3 separate regions of the Mus musculus genome follow, and regions 2 and 3 are each linked to region 1. The links are chromatin contacts, called in public ChIA-PET maps. All regions are on one chromosome and are shown on one strand. Each heading gives the region's core, a stretch centred on a gene start, on an enhancer-like site or on the middle of the called end of the contact. The rest is flanking DNA. Distances are from core to core; before and after follow the strand shown.

Region 1 (3,833 bases), core at 889-3,388:
AAGTTCCACCTGGTAAGCCAAAGCTTTTTGTGCTAAGTGTTTTAATCATCAACCCCATCTGGAATGTGAAGTACCTGTGGGCGTGATGAAAATTCTGGGTGCTACAATGTCACTAATGGCTTGGAAATGCATGAGCAGCATTTTTTCAAGGTTTGCATCAAGGTTATACTCTAATTACTTTCATGATCACTTTTTAAAATACAAAGAAGGGATCTATTCCTGAAGAGGTATAATTTTAACAGACTATACTCAGATCTCAAGCCAGAAGACATCTGAGGCTTTTCTATTTCTCACATCCAGATAGATGCTGGCTAGGTTTTGGGCAGTGAGCAGGACCATAAGATAACATGAATGAATCCTTCCAAAGCTTGAAAGCATGGATGTGAATAACAAACCTCTGGAGTAGAGGCCTTTATCCCCATGTTTCTTAAAGCTGCTTGGAACTCGGAAACTTATCCCATGGCTCAATAGAGAGAAATTCTAGTTTTTCTCTCCCCCTGGATAAGCACAAAGAAAAGCCACCCAAAGTTTCTACTGTTTCTCAAGTTTAGCATTCACAGGACTATGCTTGGTATCTTCCTTCATTCTCCTCACTGATGGGATGGTTTTGGATAGATGTGAGTCACAGAGTGAGAACTCTGAGCTTTTCCAGACAACTCCCTATCTTTCCACATTGAGTAGTTTTCCCGGAGTGTCTGTTCATGTTGTAAATATACCCACTGATCTAGTCTGCTGTTGCTACCCTTCCATCCTTCCTTGTCTGAGTACTGTTACTCTAGTTGGCTACTTCTAAATGCTCATAACAGCCCATTCATGGTGCCAATATAGTTTCCTAACATTCTTGTCCCATTCCACTTATAGATATTCACAATTGTTTTAGCAACAATGTGACCTTACCCTTTTCTTCTGAATCCTTGACCTACCTCATTGATGAAATACTGAAATTCTTTCATCTCTCACACAGCCTGTCATAACCTGTGCCACCAGGCTTACCTTACGTAGTGTGCTCTTGGCTTGCATGTTCAGCAGAACAGCACTCATGGATCCAAAGGCTGCAACCAACTTCCACCCTCTCTAGACCTGATTTATTCATTGTACAGGATCAGAAAACAACTTTTTCAGAAAGTCATTCCTCTATCACACTATCTCAGACATTCTATATCTTAGCCATCACCACACTGGATGATGATCTGATTAATAATTACACTACCAAAGCTCAGCACTCTCAAATAGTAAACAAACATGTATGTATGTATGTATGTATGTATGTGTATATATGTATGACATATATATACATATTCTGAATAAACTAATGAATTCAATGGCTTATAAAATATCAATGAATTCAAGACCAGCCTGTTCTATATTGAAAGTGTGCACCTTATATTCAAAATAAAATGCTTGATTCTTGACCCTAGGTATGGGAAATCTTCAAAATGCCTCAGAAACTCGTATAGCAGGAGTCCGTGGCACATTTTCACACTTATTTGACATTTTTCTTTTATTTATAACAAGCTACTGCTAGCATAAAAATGCCAAAACTAATGCTGGGGGCTACGGTTTTATTTCTAATTCCAGTTTTCTAAGGGTTTTGTGTGATCTTCATGTTCTCATCTATTTTCAGCCTTCACCACTTAGTATTGTCTAAAATCCCAGAGTATCACAGAAATCATAAAACTGTAAGTTTCTTCTCTCATAACGAAGGCACGTGAATATTATTTATTTCTCAACACTTGCAGATGCCACATCAATAAGAGGAAGGTAAAAAAATCAGTGCTTAATCTTTAACTGGATGTGGATTCTATGTACCTCCTATCATGTGACATGTGCACGGAACTCACAGTTAATGCTTATCCCTGCCTTGCTCGTGTTCTTTTACCTTTATCAGATCATTTTGGCTATTGAAGATCTTTGAAAAATATGATCTACGTGCCCATTGGTGTATGCTTGCTTTCAAGACAGGTCTGCTCTCACCTCTGTAGGTGTTGCTTACAGTGACCTTTCAGTTGAGAACTGGAATGACTCTTTTATTCTGATGAGTACATTTATTTATAGAAAGATGCCAAGCAAGGCCACACTTGAAAGCTGAGACGGGACCTTTAAAATGCACAGGAAAGAATAGGCATGTAACTGGTGACACTTTCAGGTTGAGGTTCTCTCACATGTGGTTTGTCTAAAAGGAAATAGTGGAGACACCTAAGCTGTAACCTAAATTCTCCACTATATATCTAAGGTTTTCTCTCAGGGACCACCTTGGTGTGGAAAACTGAATCACACCCCCATTTTATCTGAAAAATAAAAAAAATGATTAGAAACCAACAGCGCACTTCTTCCAGGCAGTTAAGGGAGGTACCCATTTGAGTGTCTAATGTGTGACAGAAAACAACTGTCCTTTCTTCTCTTTCTGTAGCATAGAAGTTTTCTTTTTAAAAGCAGGAGGGTGCTTAAAATTGCTTAAATATTCTTCAATACATTCTTTCAAAACTTGGAGAATTTGAGTGTTTGCATTTATTTAAAAGGTGAATTTGGGAGCAAGGAATTTTATCCAAATCTCTCTCTCTCTCTCTCTCTCTCTCTCTCTGTGTGTGTGTGTGTGTGTGTGTATGTGTGTGTGTTTAGTACTAAATTCAATGTTAAGATTGAAGTATCCAGTGTATTGGTTCTATTTGCAACACACACACACACACACACACACACACACACACACACACACACACACACACTAAAAAAAAAAAAAAACCACATATATCTTGCAATAGAAAAGCATTGTAAACAATTCAAAATAATGAATGACTATAAAGCCTCGGTTAGAATAAAATTAAATCACTGACATTTGGAAGAGACAGCTAGCTAAATTTTAGCCTTAGGTATCATTCAAAATTAAATTCTCTGGCATAGGTCTCTTTGCAAATAAAGATATACCCTCTGAATATAATGACTTCATTCCATTTAATTGATACTTACACAAAGAATTAGTTTCATTATTGCCACATAAAAGAGCGGTGGCATCATTTGGGAATCAACAATATGGACTTCAAACTCCTTTTTCTGATATGAAACCCTGGTCCCATCACTTGTTAATTGGGGGCCTGAATAGGTAGTACAGACTCTCTCTACTTCTCTACTTCAGTTTTCTTATTGGCAAAGTGAATATGTCATTGATCTAGAATTTTAAACAGTTTAAGTACAAAGCATGCATATTAATAATACAGTTTGGTTATTATTTTATAATAAAGTTTGGTTCTTAAATATTTACTGTATAAAAAAAATCAATGAGTTCATGTAATGCCTATACTGGTGTTCATGAGATGTACCACCTCTTGTGCAAGAGTGGCAATGAGCTGGATGCACGATGATTTCCAATTTCTCATTGCCTGACATGGGATTATACATTCACTGGATTTGATTTCCCTCAATTGGTTGCTCTAGCTTGTCCAAACTGTGCAGGGTTGTTCATTATAACCCACTGATAATGCCTTTGAAAAAGCTTCCTTACTCATGCCTGTACAATGTACTTCCTGGGATTATTCGTATCTCAGAGCTTAGTACTCCTCTAATGAAGACACAGCTATGGATATGATAGAGAAGGTACATAAGCAAGATAGGCAACCTACAGGTTTTATGTGTTGAGAGTCTAACTTATTCATGCTGAGGAAAACCCTTTATCACTTGGTTACACTTTATCTGTATGACTGCTCTCTTTCTCTCCTTCCCTCTACACACACACACACACACACACACACACACACACACACACACACTCACACTGTCTCAAACACATTTTGCTCTTTTGAAGCTGGGAAGTTAGAGCTCTCACCTCTTTACAAACCTTC
Region 2 (3,833 bases), core at 431-2,930, 440 kb after region 1:
CCTGGCTTCTACTTACTGTGTTCTCTCAAGGAATATTTGCAGTGACGTCTGATGCACATTTTCCTCATTTTTAAGTAACTTGTCATTTGGACATGGCTTGAAATTCCTAAAGTGGCAGTCTGGAATCACTGCATCTCAGTGGGGTATCACTAGTGAAAACTCGATAATCAGTAAAGGTGTCTACTACGGGGTAAGGGGCATTCCTACATCCACATACAGGTATCACTCAATATGCCCTGCTGACTAGGTTATCAGTGTTCAAAGCCTTCCAGTTAGTGCATGAGCAGCAATATTGTGTGATCTTTTAGACATGTTATTAAAAAAGTTTCCTTTATTAAGAGCAAGTGTTACAAATTTAATTCAATTAAAACATAGTGAAAAAACGTTCAGTAACAAGCCCCTGTTGGGAGTGTCAGTTTGAGGCTCACTGGATTTAACTGATGGTGTGTGCCTGAGCAGAGCACATCTATAGAACATTTCTTTCCTTCTGTAATATATTGTCAAACCTTGAATCTAAACTTACAGATTTACTGGAAGATTTCTGAGTTTCGGAGCTCTGGGCTGAAAGAAAGGCAGGTTGTAACAGATGTCTCTGTGTTTTTACTTTGCCCGTGTTCCAAAATGATACAGTACAGGGTCTTTTTTTTTTTTTTTCCTTTTTTCTTTAAAGCTGTTAGTTTTACTTCACGGGATTTTCCACTGTTACAGCCTTATAAAAAGTTAAGCTTTTAAGGTCAATCATGCACAGCACAAATCTATCGTTGAACAACACCCTTTGATAGGAACAAACCTGGGCACGTCAACATTTGCTTCCCGAGAAGTCAAGCCTGTTGCTTTGACTTTTATTTTAAGGAGGATCTCTTGAGCAGCTCGTGTCTCTATAGCAATCTCTGAGCAGAAAGGAAGTTCAGACGTAGTTTCTACTTTAAACTCACTGCTAGAAGTTTTATAGATGGGATTACTACCAGTAATTACCTGAAACGAGTATCTGCTTCTCCTGCAGCTTTAATTAGGGACATGAAACCGTTTCCTCTACCTTTACAGTTCTTTGGTTAGGTGTGCTGATATGAAAATGCTTTTAGGGAAATGCATGCCTCCCAAGGAGTTAGGATGTATCTGTCAGCATCCAACAGGGAACACTGAACCTGGACTACAAATTATAATGTGTTCAAGAAAGTGCATTTTTAGCAAGTTGTTCTTCACTAAAATTGTCTTTCATTTGATGCCCTGTTTTAGTTTAACTCCAATTCATTGGGGACTTAAATTTGATGTAATTAACAGCAAACCTAACAAAGGCACAGTAGTGGTTGCTGTTACAGTCTGTCAGTGGGTGCTCCTTAATTGCTGTCATAATGGCCTATTAGTCATGCCTCCAAAGAGGTGTCAGATTTTTTTTTTCATTTTCTGAAACATCTGTGTTATTTAATAAATTGAATAACCACGGAAGAGTTTGCCCAGAATACCAAGTAAGTTAAATAATATGCTTTGTGGAGCATTTGAAGCTGAGTTTCTCTGGGTGCGGCTTCTCTGTTTCACTCTTGATCAGTAAAGCTCGCGGGCACCCCTCTCACTTTCACCTGTCACTAAGAGGCAGAGAAAACATCTCCATGCAGAGTCCCGAGAGCATCTTCTTCCTGTGTACACAGTCTGTAAAGCACTGCAGTAACCCAGCAGCGGCACTGCACACAGGGTAAGGTAAGGAGCTGCGTCTCTCTTGACAAAACAGAGGCAAACAAGCAGTTCTGCTAAACCACGTCTGCGCTTCCAGATGACGCAGGCAGCAAACTTTGAATGTCTCACATAAAAAAGGCCATCACTGTCAATGCCACGCAGCTATACTTTGAATTCTGCCAACAACCCTAGTTTTATGAAATGGAAACTTAACTTCTGTGGCTTTTCCCCTAGACTTTTCTTCAGACACGTTTGCAGGAAAGACTTTTCTGTGTCCAAAGTGTTGTAAGAAAACAGTGAGTGCATTCAAATATGAGTGTGGCGTTAATGCCGTACGATCAAATAGAGCACTGTGGAGAGGCAAAAATCTAGCTCACTGCGTATGTCTCAGTGAGAAACAGATATGATTCTGGCTTATTTTAAAAGCAACATTCGCATGTCTAACCTTCTAGAAACTTTTTAACGAAAACTAAAACAATATTTGCTTTTAAGACCGTTTCAAACGTACATTTCTCTCTTTGCCTTCTACTGTCTCTTTTCTGGGTTAGTGTGATAGAACAGACTGGAGCGTCTCTTTCTCAGAGGGGGACTGAAGGAGTTGGGAGTCTTGGTGAGCTAGTGCAATGGAGCAGGCGTGAGGAGTACCCAGGCCTGAGAGGAGGGCGGGTTGACGGTGAGGTGTAAATCAGAGAAGCCTTTGAAGAGGCTGGCCTCTCCCTACACCTTGCTGAGGCACCGACCCTCTTATTTGTGCCCAGTCTAGCAGGCCTCAGATTCCTGGCCAGTCTCCTGTCTCCACCTCCCATTTTGTCCACAGGAGTGGTGGGATTGCAGACAGGTGCCACTTATCTGCATCCAACTGTCTGTTCCAGTCTGCGGGCTTGAAGGAAAGGGCCTGTACCTGTGGAACCACCTCACCCACTGCAGCAAAAATAAACTCCCGGAGAACAAGTCTAAGTTAGCCTAAGTCTGCTAACTAACTCAGTAGACGGATTCTCACAGCACCACAGTGTATTTGAGAACTGAAATGGACAATTTGGGAACAGTATTAGTTGACACCAACACTCTACTGTGGGCTGTTCTTTTTGAAGACTTATTTTTATTTGATGTGTATGAATGTTGTGCCTGTGTGTTGTCTGTGTGTCACAGCTGTATCTGTGGAAACCAGAGAATGGCATTGGGTCCCATAGAACTAGAGTTACAGGTAATGTGAACCACCATGTGGGTGCTAAGAACTGAACCCTGGTTTTCTGCAAGAGCAATAAATGTTCTTAACCTCAGAGCCATCACTGCTGCCTAAGCCATCTAAGCGAGTTGCTGTTAGTCACAGCGCTTCACTAATAATTCAGAAAGCAAATAAATTACATGTGTAACGCTTATCTTAAGACGTTTAAGAGACAATGTGTCATGGTGTGTGTGTCTGTGTGTGTGTCTGTGTGTGTGCGAGAGAGAGAGAGAGAGAGAGAGAGAGCAAGCAAGCAAGCAAGCAATGTGGTGATTCTGGTAATAGTTTCAACTTGCAGTGTTCATTTGCGTGCTTAAAGACTGTTTATAGTAAAGCAGATTTGTTTTCTTCATTATTTTTTCTGTATTTTCTATCATTGGATTGTTGTGGCCTAAAGTTATGTTTATGTATATTAATTTAAGGTGTTAATGGATGGTATATAAATCTAAATTACTATATGATGGATATATTATGTAGGTAATATTTAGGTAACTAGTTTTCACTGGTAACTTCTCTCACCTTAAATTTTGAAGTATTTCTACATTGGGGAAGTGAAAGCCACTGAGTCAATTAGAATAGAAGGAATCTTAAATACTTCCTCCTAACATTCACAAGTTGTGAACATCTTCAGGACTAAGTACAAAATTATTTATTGTTCTTTCTTCTCCGGTAACATATGTTCTTCGATCTTGACTTAAGTATATGTTGACAGGAACATTATTTTAATTATCGACGCCCCATCCTGATGAGTTATGTGTCTATTCTAGACATTCTTCATCTGTATTCAATCAACCATATGACAGAAACTAGGGCAGAGGAACCAAAGTCTCATTTGAAAATTTATGGCTATGCCTCATTTGCATACGACAGTAGTTAAATGAAAGCCAAAGAGTGATGGGTGAAGTCATACCAGAGGATACACTGCAGTCAGTGTGAG
Region 3 (3,833 bases), core at 813-3,312, 380 kb after region 1:
TAGAGCACACTGCATGGCACAGGCATGGAGGTCAGACAACAACTTGTAGGCCTTGGTTTTCTCCTTCCACTGTGATTGTGTAATGTGTAGGTCCTGTGGCTAGAACTCGGGTTTTCACGTTTGTTGGCAGGTGCCTCTATCAATTGAGTCATCCTGCCCACCCAGAATAATGAATTCTTAATGAAATAGTTTATATGTTTTTAATTCATACTGTCTTAAAATATGCTATGTATTTGTCCTAACCACATTTGAAGTGCAGCGTCTCACATGTGTCTCATGGTAATTGTTTCCACAGTTTATACTTAAGCCATTTTCAAAAGTCATCTACTATCTATGTAAAGTGCTGCAGCTGGGTAGTTTAAATATGCAGTCAGAGTGCCATCTGAGTGCTGCCAGTTTCATGGGATTAAGTTGTAGCTTAAAGAAAGCATACAGGCCTTTGGATCAAAAGAAGAAACACACTGGTAGCATTAGCCAACATGTGCTCCTGTAATAGCATGCCTTACTATTTTTATTAACTTTTTCATGCTTTAAACATGATTAAACTGCAGTACATTTTAGAGGAAATGCAAATTTAAAAGAATGACATTGACAGATTTGTAACTCCTTCAAGGTGTGTAACAATCACAAATCCATGTTTTTTCCAGTGACTCTTAGTCATAGTAATCAACCTCCATATTATTTTAAGTTTCCCCTAATGTTATATCCTACCTCATTGACTGAAATTAGAATGACAGAACAGATAAATACAGCTATCACTTCACGGAACTGCAGGGATCAGGAGTAAAAGTGGACCACAGCTCTCTTGTGTCCCACACTGCAAGATGGGTCTGCTTCCAGGTGGGTTTCTGGCTAAGCACCAAGGGTCTGAAGGAGGTAGTCCACTCCAGGAAAATCAACGCTGGCTGTCCCTCTGGTGTGCTTGGCACTTTTTAGAGGAGATACACTTGATAGGAGAGAGCAGCACGGGGATGGGGGAGAAATGGAGCCACACAGAGTACCATAGGAAGAAGAATCAGTAAGGGCTTGAGAAAGATCCCCAGGCCTCATAAATCCACAGCCTCTTTGCTTAAGCAGCAAGCCTAAAGAACTAAATAGAGGTTCCATAATTATTCTGAAGATTGTGTATTTTAAATCTCGTGGGTAATTATCACAGCTAAAAATTACACATTACAATAATCACAACTAGCAAATTACCTGGAATTGCTTGCTCAGTGGATATCTTTCAGCACCCGAAATTTGTACATAAAATGACTATTCATGAGAGCTATTTATAATGGAGTGCTTGTTAGCACTGGCTGGTGTAAAGACTTTACTGATTTCTCTAATTGAATTTCCATCAACACCGCAGGTTTCAGTGTTACCTGTCTAAGTCAAGGAGTTATCTTATCCTTAAATAAAGCTGTGAAAGTGTACTGGTGAAATGAAGTAGTATATCAAAATATATATGTGTATCTGTCTGTATAGGGGCTGGATTGGATTTCTTGTTAAGTGTTCTTTCAAATTTGACTTTACCCATTAATGAATGATGTATGTCCAGGGTGCCGGTGCTCAGTGTCTTGGCTGCTTCCATGTGGCTGCATCCTGACATACCATTAATGCTGTACCTAAAGGGCCAGTTGCACATCTTCCGATTCCCTCCCACACACAGAGACATGTGAATGATTTTTGTGAGTAGACACCTTTAGATTTGAACTTGGCCTGTGCTCTGAGTCCCCTGGACTCCCTGGGAGACTCCATTGAATTCAGCATTTAGGTCTGGTCTTTCCTTTGGCCCTTGGCGCTCTGACTTAGGTGTCAGTCGGCAGCCCAGGGGGAGAGGCCACTGTTCAACCTCTCTTCAGGCAGATACTTAAAAAGTCTCCTAGAGATGTATGGGATTTCTCTACTAGAAAGATACGGCATGAGTAATTTTGCTAAGGTCAAAGATGAATTTTTGAAATTAAAAAGCCAAGGGTGGGCTGTTCCAGCTGGGTATGACAGGATGTGGGAAGATACCCTTGTGCCCGAAGCAGCATCACTGTTCAAAGTGCCGAGAGCCTGGGTGTGAACCTTGCAGCCATGCATGCGGGTTGGGGCAGGGTGGGGCCGGGGCACTGGAGGTAGGGCCGGGGCACTGGAGGTAGGGACAAGCAGAGGAAGCTCCCATCATGTATGACGCCCACTTAAGTGGGGATTCAAGTGTCTCTTGAGTATTTCAAACTTACATCACCTTAGAGGCATGTTATGAGACTCTCAAATTATTAAGGTAGTTCAGCTATTTTTTGATGACTTTGCATTGTTGACTTCTTGCCAAAAATCATATTTTCACACACATGCTCAGAGCACTCTCCTTTTCTCCCTCCAGCATCCCTTGGATCTTTGAGAACCTTTTCTATGCTCAGGCTCCAGGCGATTGTGACTAGAGGTGGAGTCCTGGCCTTGGCACCATTTCTGAGGCATGTGGTTGATCAAGCACTATATATATAAAATCTGTGCCCACTTCTGAGAGCTTTTAACCAGCGTAACTCTGCTGCTGTGTGAAACAGGTTAGCGTAGAATGTGCTCTTGAGAAAAGTGATGATGGCAGGTTAGCTGAGGAGTCCTAAAGGTGGGCAGTGGGAAGGGCAAGCATGCTGTGGGACTCCTTGCTGGTCCCTGTACCATACAGAAAGCAGCACATTTCAAAGGCATGTGGTGATGTTGCAGAACAATTCAGAGTTCTTCAGAAAATGAAAATGGTAGACTTTCAAACCTGTCTTCATGTTAATGCTTACTTAAAAGGCCCAGTGACTAATTTGACTAACTCCTTGTTAAAAGATTTCTCATTTTAACTTTGGATACAATTATACTTTAATAGCTGCTCACATTTAAAATAGTTTTTAATGCATTGAAATATTAAATATGTGATATGCTTTTCTCATTAAAATTTCTGTCTTTTTATCACTTCTGTAAGTGTGGTATTTAACACAGCGATTAACTGTGGCTTTAATGCCCCGTACCTATGTTTTGGCAGCAATTAAAGTTATAGACCATTTATCTGTTCATAATAATTGCTGCTTCCTTTTAAGCCATTTTACCAAGTGCCGTAAAGGTTATTTTTATTAATAAGCCAATATTTCTGCCTCAAAGAAAGGGCTAATCCTTTCTGAAGTTTGTCATTTAACTAGCCTAAGTCATGAATGCTTTGAAAAGTGGTTCTCTGTGTATATGGACAAAAGTTTGTCAGTTAATTATTTAAGAAATGTGTTCAACAGGTCATGTCCAGGATTTTGACTTTTTAAAATCAAATTAATTTCTATGAATAAATATTTCACCTACTTGTGTGTATGTTCATCACCTGTGTGCCTGGTACTGATGTAGGTCAAAGGAGGGTGTCAGGTTCCCTTGAAATGAATTGACAGGTAATTGGGACCAGCCATGTGGGGCTGGAAACCAAACCCGTGCCCTCTGAAGAACAGTAAAGTACTCTTCACCACTGACCGAGCCAACATTCCCACTCGTGATTGTATTTTTAATTTGCTGATGTAGTATTTTTTCCTTCTCTCTCAGTCTTCAAAATTATTATGTAAACTTAATGGGTCAAAAATAATTGTTTGGGGCACAAAAAATCATTTTGAATAATTTTTCTTGAATCATTTAAGTGTTGTTGCATTTATTTCCTATTTGATTTGTGTAGTAGTTCACTAACTTTTGCTTTATCTTTCTTTTTAGTTTTATTTGTTTTATTTTTCTAGACTTTTAAAATATATTTCTAGGGGTACTTTTTAAAAAAGTGTGTGCTGTTTTGATAAAAACATTCTAAGATAAATAATTTTCTTTCTGCTGACCTGGTTAGTCTTGCCAGTGAGTCC

Evidence for each region. ChIA-PET counts read pairs in DNA pulled down with a chosen protein or histone mark.
Region 2: an RNA polymerase II ChIA-PET map of effector CD8 T cells shows a contact between it and region 1, with 18 read pairs. The contact joins two enhancer-like sites. A contact is called at or near these places in 1 of 484 Hi-C or Micro-C datasets (CD4 T cells) and 6 of 115 datasets of contacts at active chromatin or transcription factors (CD8 T cells, T-cell acute lymphoblastic leukemia, effector CD8 T cells and 3 more).
Region 3: a contact with region 1 is called in an RNA polymerase II ChIA-PET map of effector CD8 T cells, with 24 read pairs. The contact joins two enhancer-like sites. A contact is called at or near these places in 1 of 15 datasets of contacts at CTCF or cohesin (CD8 T cells), 1 of 484 Hi-C or Micro-C datasets (regulatory T cells) and 3 of 115 datasets of contacts at active chromatin or transcription factors (CD8 T cells, effector CD8 T cells and memory CD8 T cells).

The regions. Positions count from the first base shown.
Region 1 is chr16:51,703,128-51,706,960 of GRCm38.p6, forward strand. No RefSeq gene overlaps it. Among named protein-coding and RNA genes, the nearest start is that of Gm29686, 280 kb to the right of the region's middle. Within about 2 kb of position 2,139, at least 27 of the 459 cell types and tissues checked have an H3K27ac peak or open chromatin away from gene starts, as enhancers often do. A contact at or near this core is called in CD8 T cells, effector CD8 T cells, memory CD8 T cells and 2 more, where this site is marked.
Region 2 is chr16:52,145,846-52,149,678 of GRCm38.p6, forward strand. The region is part of intron 9 of Cblb (Casitas B-lineage lymphoma b); the gene reads left to right. Among named protein-coding and RNA genes, the nearest start is that of Gm23513, 43 kb to the left of the region's middle. Within about 2 kb of position 1,681, at least 46 of the 459 cell types and tissues checked have an H3K27ac peak or open chromatin away from gene starts, as enhancers often do. A contact at or near this core is called in CD8 T cells, effector CD8 T cells, memory CD8 T cells and 2 more, where this site is marked.
Region 3 is chr16:52,084,874-52,088,706 of GRCm38.p6, forward strand. All of the region lies in intron 3 of Cblb (Casitas B-lineage lymphoma b), which reads left to right. Among named protein-coding and RNA genes, the nearest start is that of Gm23513, 18 kb to the right of the region's middle. Within about 2 kb of position 2,063, at least 16 of the 459 cell types and tissues checked have an H3K27ac peak or open chromatin away from gene starts, as enhancers often do. A contact at or near this core is called in CD8 T cells, effector CD8 T cells, memory CD8 T cells and 1 more, where this site is marked.